Regions from separate parts of the Mus musculus genome. Here region 1 is linked to region 2. The links are chromatin contacts, called in public HiCAR-type maps. All regions are on one chromosome and are shown on one strand. The core of a region is the stretch at or near the end of the contact, and the rest is flanking DNA. Distances in the headings are between cores, read along the strand shown.

Region 1 (5,504 bases), core at 1,345-3,844, 2.9 Mb before region 2:
GAAACTGGACCACGAAGATCGGAAAGGAATGGAATCACTGAAAACCCAGAGTCTCTTAACAAACCTTAGGAACTATTCACTGCATCTCTCACACTAGGAGGGCCACTCCTAACTGCTGCCGTCTTCTTCAGGGTAAGAATACAAGTCTGATGGAGTGATAAGCCGCTTAGCAAGTTTACAATCAGTTTTTAAGCAGTAATCCCTCAGGGAAGTGAACATTCCTCCCTGATCCTTCTGAGGGCAAGGCAGTATCCGAAGCTTCTGCGTGGGAACTTTTTCAGGATTAAGGGGCAGCCAGCACTTTGGATTTATAGCATATCTTTTCTAGAAACAGACCAGAGGCATCAGTGAAATGCAGCTAGGGACCTTCCAGGTATTATTTGACAGTGATTACCTAAGCAGAGCTCACTCGAGGAAGACAAGACCACCAGAACCCTCAGCATTAAGTTGTTGCCACTAAACCACAGGTTTATGTTTGCCATGGGAAGGCTAACAGGATGGAACCACAAATCTTTAATGTAAGGTGATGACCATGGAGAGCGCCCTTGAAGCTGGCAAAAATGCCTGAGCCAGGAAGGATCTCCTCTGGAAAACGAGGGCAGCTATGAGGCATTCCCCAGCATCACTCCTGAACCACATGACTGCATTTTTCCATAAAAGGTGGGAGTTGTAATAGTAGTGTACTGAGCAGACACCAGCCCACTACAGCAGATGGAACCCACCAACTCATTTTACCAAACCTTCAAAAAGGTACACACAACTATCTCTCCTTGCCAAAACCAGGGCAGAGCTGACTGGGTGAGTCTAAGAAAGTTCACACGGGATTACTGATTGATTTCCTGAGGCCTAACTACAGATCAGTACCTGAAAACGAGAAACTGCCCTCAAAAACCTTCAGAGCTGGTTTTCCATACTGGAGCTACACAAACCACACTCTACACTTCTCACACACACACTACACCAAAATCCAAAAGCATAAGTTTATGAAAAGGGAAAAAAAAAGAACGAGAAGAAAAGACTCAGTAACCTAATCCAGCCAACACAGGGGCTCTTCCCAAAGGAAAAGCAGGCTGGAAACATTCCCAGCTTATGTACATAATTCACTAGGGCTCAGGTAAGATTCCATTTTGTAAGAGCTGAACTTTAAACACAAAGTCACCGGTGGTGCAACATTCACACACTAACACCAGCACCCCTAAATGAAAACCACTGCTACCTCTGCCACAGTGACAACCTCACAGTGAGAAGCTGCCGACCATGAACTCCTGCAAAGTTCTGTCAGGGCTCAGAAAAGCTCACCATCTATGACAACTTCAAGCTAGCTGTCACTCAGTGCTTTCTGCTCACGACAGACATGGCAAACACTGGCTTTTTTTTTTTTTTTCCTTAAGTAAATATAAAAGATGGGCCAAAGGATCAAGAGCAGGCAGTGTCTTTCAGGGCTGAGGAGATTTTCGTCGTGGACTGGGGGAGGGGAAGGAGCATTCTGGATGTTTCTATTCTTGGCAAGAAGAGCACCTCCTGGTCCTAACATCTAAAGACGCTAAGGCAGAAACGTTCTCAGGAAGTTAACTAGCCCGATGCTAAGGGGCTTCATCTTGGGGTGTGGTGGTGGGGAGCAAGGTGTGGAGGACAGAAAGGGATCAGAGGGCAGGCTGAATTCTAGAGCATAGAAAGATCCAGGAGAAGGACAAGCAAGAATGCATCGGGAAGGTGTGGACAGTTAGGAGAGGAGGAAGGTAGAGATGACTACGAAAAGGAGAGGATAGCTCCACTTTTTCCAAAGGAATTCCAAAGAAAGGTCCACCGAGACTGGTCAAGCTATGAAGGAATGAATGGCCACCGATGCTCTGGAGGCCCCACTGGGGCTCCCCATCCCCCACCCATCATCCCCCCCTCCCGCCTGTGGGCGTGTTCCCCGCTGTGCGGGTGTGCCGACCCTCCAAGACGCAGGCCACGACGCCAGCACTCACCCCACGACTCCCTGGTTGTAGTTCCGTCGCTTCCACGGGGTCCCGCTGTACACGCCCCCGCCGCCGTCCGCCCGTCCGCCTCCGGCCGCGCGCCCTCCGCTGGGCTGCAGCAGGCTGTAGTTGAGTCCGTAGGTGCTGGCCTTGTTGTCACGTTTCCTCTTGTTGCTGCTGCCCGAGGCCGGGTCGGTAGACTCGGAGGCGGGGAGTGCGGCCGCCGGTCGCGGGGACGAGGGAGCCGATGGGACCGGCGACGCCGAGGGGCCCGCCGATGCCCGCCGTGCCCAGGCCGCCGGCTGGTGGTGATTGTTGTTGTTGTTGGTCGTCTCCAGGGGCAGGAAGTCCCGCTGCTCCGCGGGCACGGCGAGGCCGCCCAGTGGGCGCTCCCCCGAGCGGAACATGCCGGCCGGGGCCGGGGCCGTGCCGCCGGGGCTGCCGGGGCCGCTGCCGCTCCCGCCGCTCGCGCTGCTCGCGCCGCTGCTGTGACAGTGGTGGTTGAAGTAGAGGTTCCTCAGCCCCTGGGTCGTCTCCCAGATCTGCATCCACAGACTATTGGACGGTCCGAGCTGCTCTGGCTGGAACCAGGCGATCCTCGGATCCATCAAACGGCGGCGGCCGCTGCCCCCGCCCCTCCCGGCCGCCCGCAGGGCCGCCGCCGCCGCCGCTGCCTCAGGCGCACGCCCGCCCTCGGCCGCCGCCGCCGCTGCCACCCGGGTTCCGCCACGGGCGGCGCGGTAGCGCAGGGAGCCTGGCCGGCGCCGGCGGCGTCGCTCCCGCCCTCGGGGCTCGCAGGCCCTCCCCCCTCCCTCCGCCCCTCCGCCGAGCCCCTGTCACCGGGGTTCCCGTGCAAATGGCGGCGGCGGATCCCGAGAAGGGCGAGCGGCGGCGGCGGTGGTGGCGGCGGCGGCAGCAGCAGCGGCGGCGGCGGCGGCAGCGGCGGCGGCAGCGGGACGCGCCTGCTCCGTAGCGTCCGTGCTGCTCGGCCCCGGGGCGGGGCCTCCGCCGGCTCCGCCCCTCGCTCCGCTCCGCCTGCCCCGCCGCCGCGCTCGCCCCGCCCCGTCCCTGCTGCCAGCCGTCCGCGGGTTCCCCGAGGCCGCACCGCGCGTCACAGAGGCCGCGGCAGGCTGCAGGCAGCGGGGCCGCAACCGCCTGGTCAACCGTCCCGCGCTAGCTTAGCTGGGGTCGCACGTACCTGGGCCTCCGGGCACCTCGGACGCGCGCGCCGCCGCAGGACTCTGTTGCCGCTCAAGCGCCGCCGAGGCACACGAGGCGGCTGCCGACTCCGCGGAAAGTGACTGGTTTGCGCCGCCCACCCCGCTCCGGACCGCCGGCTCCGCCCCTCGGTCCCGGCGCGGCCCCGGGGCTCCTGGCCGCGCGCCGCGCGAGCACGAGAAGGGCGGGCTTCCGCTCAAGGGCCGGGTTAGCACGCGGCTGCACGCGCATCTCGGTTCCGGAGCGGTCTCAGCGGCCTCTGGGTCGCGAGTGCTGGCACCGCTGCCCGGCTGGAGGGCCACACAGCGCGGCTGTTCCAAGGTGCACTTACGAGCTCAAAGCCCCTCAACTTTCATAACTAAGAATACTCGAAGCCTTTTAAACCTAAAATCACACTACCGTTGCGGTTAATGATCGTTTTTCATAGAATGCCCATTTGTGTAGCTTTCTTCTGGCGCGAAAAATAACCAAAAAGGGGGCAGGGGGTGGTTGTCAGTAATTAACATTATCCAGAAGACTAGAACACTTACTGTGCGCATGCTTCAAGCTCGCTGCAAATTCCAGAACCGAGTCCCTGACTGACACTTGAGTTTTGGCTCTGTGCCCAGTTCAATATCCTGGAAAGTTTGGGGTGGTGGTGATTGGTTTTGTTTATTTACTTATTTTGCAAAGGATTAAAAATCTGTTTGTCACAGAATGAATCATTGCTCTACGTTTTTTCTTAGGGGGAAAAAAAAAAAAAGAATACAATGACCACTGGCTGAGCTAATTGTAACTCTATTAGAGTGCTTGCTTAGCACACGAAATGCCCTGAGGTTGGTGCCAGACCCTCAGCAGGAAAGGAGAATCTCCGATTCATGGCCATCCATAGCTACATAACAACTTGAGACTCAAGCCCTCCTTTTCCGGACGGGGACACACACACACACACACACACACACACACACATGAAAGTGAAGACACACTATTAAATGTTTCCATTTCTTCCCCAAGTCTCTGTACAATACATGTCAAAATACAAGACATTCAGTTATTTTGCACTTTTCTGCAAATGTCATGTTATAAGTCACTGCCATTGGTATTTTTTTACATTTTTGTATATTTAATTTTTTTTCCATTACAATAGTACCTTAACAAAAGTTATTTGTTGTATGTGAGCTATTTTTTTTTCTTTCAGCAAATGTGAAGAACTACTAGAGGCTAGCAAAAATGATCAAATAAGATGATATACAAGAGCACTTTATAGGAGCTGGAGATGGCTCAACCTTTAAAGCCTCTAAGAGTACTGGCTGCTCTTCCAGGGGACCCAAGTTCAAATCCCGGCACTCACATGGCAACTCACAACTGTCCAGTTCCAGGGGATCTGACACACAACACAGACTTACATGCAAGCAAAACTCTAATGTACATAAAAATAAAAAATTGTAAAAGTACTTTATAAATTCAAATGTAAGCCGGGCATGGTAGCGCATGCCTTTAGTCCCAGCATTTGGGAGGCAGAGACAAGCAGATTTCTGAGTTCAAAGCCAGCCTGGTCTACAGAGTGATTTCCAGGACAGCCAGGGCTATACAGAGAAACCCTGTTGTCCCGTCCCCCCCCAAACAAACAAAAAAAAAAAACCCAAAAATCAAAAACAAAAATAAAATCAAATCAAATGTGGGTGAGCTACCACCCTCAGGGATATCATGCAGCAGCAAGGAATGCTGGCTGCCCAACCCTGCCCAGTCGGCCCAGTCCTGCCTGTAACTTAGCCACTCCTTCAAGCTGTCAGCAGATCCTGAGCTATCTATCCTCCACACAGAGCTAAGTTAAAGTGACCTTAGAGAAGTTAATCAACCAGGGTATTTGGCAGCTTTCCGTGAATTTACTGCCTGAATGAGGAGGCAAAGAGAGGTAAATATTCAAACTCAATCCATTCAATTAATTCAACAAATATGTCAAGAGGCAATTATATACCAGGTTCTGAGGATACAGCAAAGAACAATGTTGATAAGGTCCATGCCTTCATGGACCTTGTGTCCAGTGAGTGAAGCAAGCATATAATCCCACTCTGGTCAGTGCTAAGGGGAAAAAGCAGGCTAAAGGAATCCTATTTTTAGATGAGCTAAGCAGGGAAGGCTGCTCTGAGGTAGTGTTATTTGAGGAAGGACTTAGGTAAGAGACGAAGCCGTGATCATTTACAGAATGATTTCTTTGATGGAGTAGTAAGTCCAAAGGTCCTGAGGTAGAAATCTGATTTGTGTACAAAATAATAAAGTGATTTAATTAAATATTGAATGTGTGGCATAGACACTTAGAGTATATATTCTCAAAGATTCCTT
Region 2 (5,347 bases), core at 672-3,171:
ATCCCAGCGATCACATGGTGACTCACAACCAAACATAATGAGATCTGACGCCCTCTTCTGGAGTGTCTGAGGACAGCTACAGTGTACTTACATATAACCGTAATAATAAAAAAGAAACGGAGCCGCCAACAAGAAGATTAAAACAAAGAAACCTCAGGGTCACATCAGATCACTCAAATGTCCTTTGGAGCCAACTTACTCTATCCAAGGGGCACTTCCTACAGGAAGCTGCAAGGTCCAGGCATATGACAGCATTGCTGGTTTCTGAGCTACGTGCAGACAGACTGACACACTTCACCTTAGACAGCCGCAGGAACTCCTCTGCTTTCCTGGTTATAAAGGCAGTATGGTCACTAAAACTGCTGCAGAACTTTGTCAACACTTAGGCAAAGAACTGAATTCAGCATGGTGGACTTGCACACCACCTAACTACTGTGCAAGTTCATTTGGGGCCTAGAAAGCACATCCTTTGGAGAGGTGGAAGTTCTTTACATAGAACCAAAATGACTCCAGACTTAGCTGTGTCCAAGCGTGTTCCTTGGACATTACCTTTCCTTCTTACATTATTTCAACAAGTATAAAGAATTGGTTCAGGCAGATTAGAGTAAATTAAATCCCTTTCTCTTCCTTAATGACTGATTGGGTCTCAGTTTCGGCGGCTTGTGAAAATAGTTCTGGGTCCCATTGTATTTCCGGTCAGTAGCCCTGGGAATAGACCTACGAACTTTCTACACACTTGCCTGCTGTAGCTTTATTTCCTAAGACAGATCCTACAATGACCCTCCTAATCTCAAGGGCTTCGGAAAATGGAAGCTATTTGGGCCACTCTTACCATATTTTCCCATGCGTGCCACTATTTAATAAATCAGCCCCAACGCCACTGGGCCCTTTCTGGAATTTTTTTTTTTCGATTTTTCGATACAGGGTTTCTCTGTATAGCTCTGGCTGTCCTGGAACTCACTTTGTAGACCAGGCTCGCCTCGAACTTAGAAATCCGCCTGCCTCTGCCTCCCAAGTGCTGGGATTAAAGGCGTGCGCCACCACGCCCGGCCTTTTCTGGAATTCTTACGCCCTGCTCATCACTTCAGCTCTTCACTCTGTACCATAATCTACCTTTCTCTTGCCATCTATAGTGATTTGCACAGGGTCTGCCCTGCAAGGCTGGCTTATCAAGATTATCGAGTCTGAAGGAATGACAAGAGGTCCTCCCCGGCTTTTCCGACCACAGTGTATCCAACAGAGCTAGAGTGCTTCAAGGACGACTATATACGTCCTCTCAAACCATCTTCTACAAGCCAACAACAGTTTTTCTTGATGTTGGGCCCGAGTCTCGCCCAGACCAGTGTGCGGTCATTCCCTCATCGCCAGTCCCTCATCCGACGCTGCCTTGGGAGGACCCAGGGCCGCAGTCTGGGACGTCTACCCGCACACACGGCCACACTCACCTCAGTACACTCGGCTCCGCAAGGCCGAGACGCGGGGCGAGGCGGCGTACCAGCTCCGACTCCATCGCTGGAAGAAATGCGCGCCAAGAGCAATGCGCGCGCAGATTGTCAGAGGGTTAAGACCCACCCCCGGCGCGTCCAGATTGGTTGCGACCAGAGGTTGAGACCGTTCCACACACCAATCCTGGTCATCCTTCTACGCATGTGCACACGATGAGGCGCGGGCCCAGGCGAAGTGGACGCGCAGAAGGTTCTCTCGCTGCCCTTCCTCGGCCGCGGATCTCCTTAACTAAGGCTTCCCTTCCTGCTGTCCCTAGTTCGCCGCAGCGTTGTACTATTCTCGCCCCGCCCCGTCCACTATACACCGCCGGCTGCCCATTCTCCCCAAACTACGCGAGATTTTAAGTGGGCCAATCGAAAAGCCGCTTCTATCCAAGGGCGGGGCTAGAGAGGGCGGGGCTCGCAAGGCTCGGTCACCTGACGGCGGGCGGCTCCGGCGGGGTAGGCGCTGCTGCTTGTGGTCCCCGGAGTCGCCATGGTGAGTGAGGGGAAGCGGTGGGCCTGGGTTGCCGAGTCGCAGTCCACGTTTTCCTTCGGCGGACAGGAGCCTTGCTGGCGGAGTAGGAGGCCCTGCATTTCGATCGAGGCCGGTCCGGTCCAGGCTGGGCCTGCGGGCTTGGCACGGGCTGAGGAAGGCCGCGTTAGGCTGCGGTGGGCTGCGGTGGGCGGTGGCGCAGAATTTGGTCGTTACCCCGAGACCAGGAGCCTCCCTTAGGGGTGTCGCGGGCTGCAGGTTCTGGGTGTCGGTGGAGGCCTGCGTCAGACTCTTGTACGGAACGGCCACCTTCCCTCTGAGAGTCGGACTCCCGGGTCTGTGCGGAGTTGGGACAGTGAGGAGCCCCCGAGCTTCTGAGCTGGCGCCGTAGCTGGGTCGCGCCCAGATGGTGCATTTCCAGCTTTGTACTCAGCTGTCCTCGGGGGTCCCATTGCCTTTTCTCTGCTGGAAATATCCTTGGGGGGGGGGCGCAGTGGTCTCCCGGCCTTCCGTGGCCGCAGAGCCCCCTTCATCTTGCAGCGCCTGTCAGCGAATTCTAGGGACCTGCTCACGTGAGTTTCCCGAAGGACTCCTGCTTTCTTTTCATTGAGCCCAACCATCAGATAGGAGACAGGTCTCCGTTTCGCATTTGCTCTCTGAGGATTCTAACTCACTTGCTGGAAGCAGTCATTCAAAGGTTTCTCCGCGACGATAGCATGTCGTGATGCTTTGTGGCACTAGCCTTATAAACAGGAACTTCCGCAAAATTCGGATCCTGTTTTCCACAGGGCAAGTTGTCACTTGCGTTATACGAGCATTTGCTGTAGTATGAACAGGTAGTGGTTTTGGATGTGCTATGCTTATGTCCTTTTTTTTTAATTTCAATATTCATTCTTTGTATTGATAATTCTATGTGCCACTGCACATACTTCACTTTAAGTGTGTTAATAGGAAAAACCAGCATTAAATCTTTTTGTTGATTTTTTTTTTCCTTTTTTTTGGAATGGACCTTTATGATGATCTTGCTAGACTCCGATCAGCTTGGTATTTATGTCATCTTTGGTTCTGGCTGGCTGAGTTCTGAGCGTTTGTTCCCGTAATTTGATAAATATTTGATGTATATTTAATATAATATATTGCCTTACAAGATGTTTTCCCCCCTCGGAACTTTGTACAATTGAGATTTGGCACATGACTGGTGTGAAGTTTAACTTTTTTGTTTTTCAACACTTACTGGTTGACATAGTGTTTTATAATACAAAGCATTTGAGGATACACTATAAATTATATTTATGTGCCTGGGGAACCAGATTGGACCAGTTTTCCCTGTGAATTTTATTGGAAAATGGAACCTGGGTATCAGTTCTGTCATAGGCAATTTTATGATTTGAGTAGGTAGTTAGCCTTTAAGTCTCACTTTTGCATCTGGAAGCAAGTGTTGATATCACTGGTACTGTACTCCTAAAAATCCTGAGTCCAGCACTAACCAAACATCTGGTGTACTTTCAATTTTATAGAATGTGCTAGGCACCAGATAGAAATAAATGGCAGAGATGTGCTTTTGAAACATTCTGCTATAGTTCTTTGGGCTCCTGGTGGGAAAGAGGTTGTGTTAGGAGCTTTGGAGGTAATGCAAACAGATTTTGAGGAGAATGGGCAGAAATTCTGCACAAAGAAAGAATTTTGCCATTTAATGTTCATGGTGTGCTCCGTCATCGGATTTCTGGGGTATTGCTAAGTTAGTGTGTGTATGGGATCCAGACGGTTAACTTTGTCTTTTCTGCAGTCTTGGGGATTGAACCCAAGGCCTTCAGCCTGCTAGACACAAACTCCCCAACCTAAATTATTTTAAATTTCCTGTTTTCTTGTTACCCTCAGTTCTCCTTGAAGTATTGATTTGTGCTTTCTCATCAGGTTTAAATACTATATTCATCAACATGATGATTCTGTTTATTTTACAATTTATGTTGTATTGTCATATTGCACATGCAACTTATAAGTGGGAAAACTAACCAACAAACAGGTCCCTATAACCAGTAGAGGTAAATACTCTCAAACTGGATATAATAATAGCTGACATTTATGAAGCGCTCGTTACTGAGTGCTGTGCATATTCATAACTTTGTGTGCTTTTTTATTTTTCTAGTCTGTACCAAAAATTTGTGATTGCTTATAGCCCATTTATAGGTTATTTCCACATAGTAGCCAGCGCTGGAAACAATCCATATGTCTATATTGAGTGAATCAATAAATGTATACACACACACACACACACACACACATACACACACAAGTATATACAGATACTGGGATATTACACAGTCTTTAAAAAGAGAGAAATTCTGATAAACGCTTTCATACAGATGAATCTTGGACATAATCCTAGATAAGCCAGATACAAAAGGGAAAATGCTGTGTAGTTCTATGTATATAAGGTACTTAGAGTAATAAAAGTTAGAGAAAAGGGTAGAACTGCTTAGCTGACGGACATTGGGAGTGTATGCTAATATTTCTCCTATATAAATTAACGTTTCTTAAGATACTTGTTTTTTAATTAATTTATAATTAAAATAAGCATTTTTCATTAAAAGATTTTAATTACATGTGTGTGTTCATTTGTATGAGCATGTGACTGCAGGTGCTTGTAGAGGCCAATGGTGTTGGCTTCCCTGGAGCTGAAGTTATGTTGGTTTCCAACCACCCAGTGTGTGGATAGTAAGAATTGAGCTCACTAAGAATTGAGTTCAGGTTATCCCTTCAGTCCTTTATGATTTTTGAAAAGAAATAGTTGTAGGAAACTCATCTTACTATTTTATGCAAAAACAGCACACGGCATTGCTCTCTACTCAGTTTTTCTCTTTATCTGAAGTGAAGCCAAGACAAAGCTTTTAATTTTTATGAACCATTGTATTTCAGAAGTGGATTTTTGTTGTTGTTATTTAATCTTATACTTGTCTTAGATATGAAACATGACCTTTTTTCATGTTTATGTGTAAATCCTTCTACTTTTTCTAACATTATGCAGAGAGGTACTTTTCCTCTAATTAGTCTTAAATTTTTTTAATGAATTTATGTAAAATGAACAGGTAAATGGGTTTTAATACATTACCTTTTGTTCTAAAATATTTTCATTACCTCAAAAGAAAATTCTGTAGTCATTAATCAGTGGTTTGCCCACCATTCCTCTTCTAAATTAGTAAATCTGTGGATGATTTATCTGTTTAAGATATTTCATATAAGTGGAGTCTTCCAGCGTGCATTGTCAGACTTCTTTCATTTGGTGTAGTGTTTTCTAGGTTTACTTCTATAATATGTGTGTTTCAGTACTAGAGACCTTTTTATGGCGTAACAATAGTCTGTTGTGTGT

The links. HiCAR-type assays count read pairs that join an accessible place to other places.
Region 1: a HiCAR-type map of astrocytes shows a contact between it and region 2, with 4 times the contacts expected there. The contact joins the promoter of Tent4b here to the promoter of Vps35 in region 2.

The regions. Positions count from the first base shown.
Region 1 is chr8:88,196,972-88,202,475 of GRCm38.p6, reverse strand. Tent4b (terminal nucleotidyltransferase 4B) reads right to left here and starts at 2,594. Exons shown (of 12, transcript NM_001372333.1): 1 at 1,974-2,594. The coding sequence starts at 2,572.
Region 2 is chr8:85,296,091-85,301,437 of GRCm38.p6, reverse strand. It overlaps Vps35 (VPS35 retromer complex component), which reads left to right and starts at 1,921. Exons shown (of 17, transcript NM_022997.5): 1 at 1,921-1,983. The coding sequence starts at 1,981. It overlaps Orc6 (origin recognition complex, subunit 6), which reads right to left and starts at 1,806. Exons shown (of 7, transcript NM_019716.2): 1 at 1,446-1,806; 2 at 200-329. The coding sequence starts at 1,510.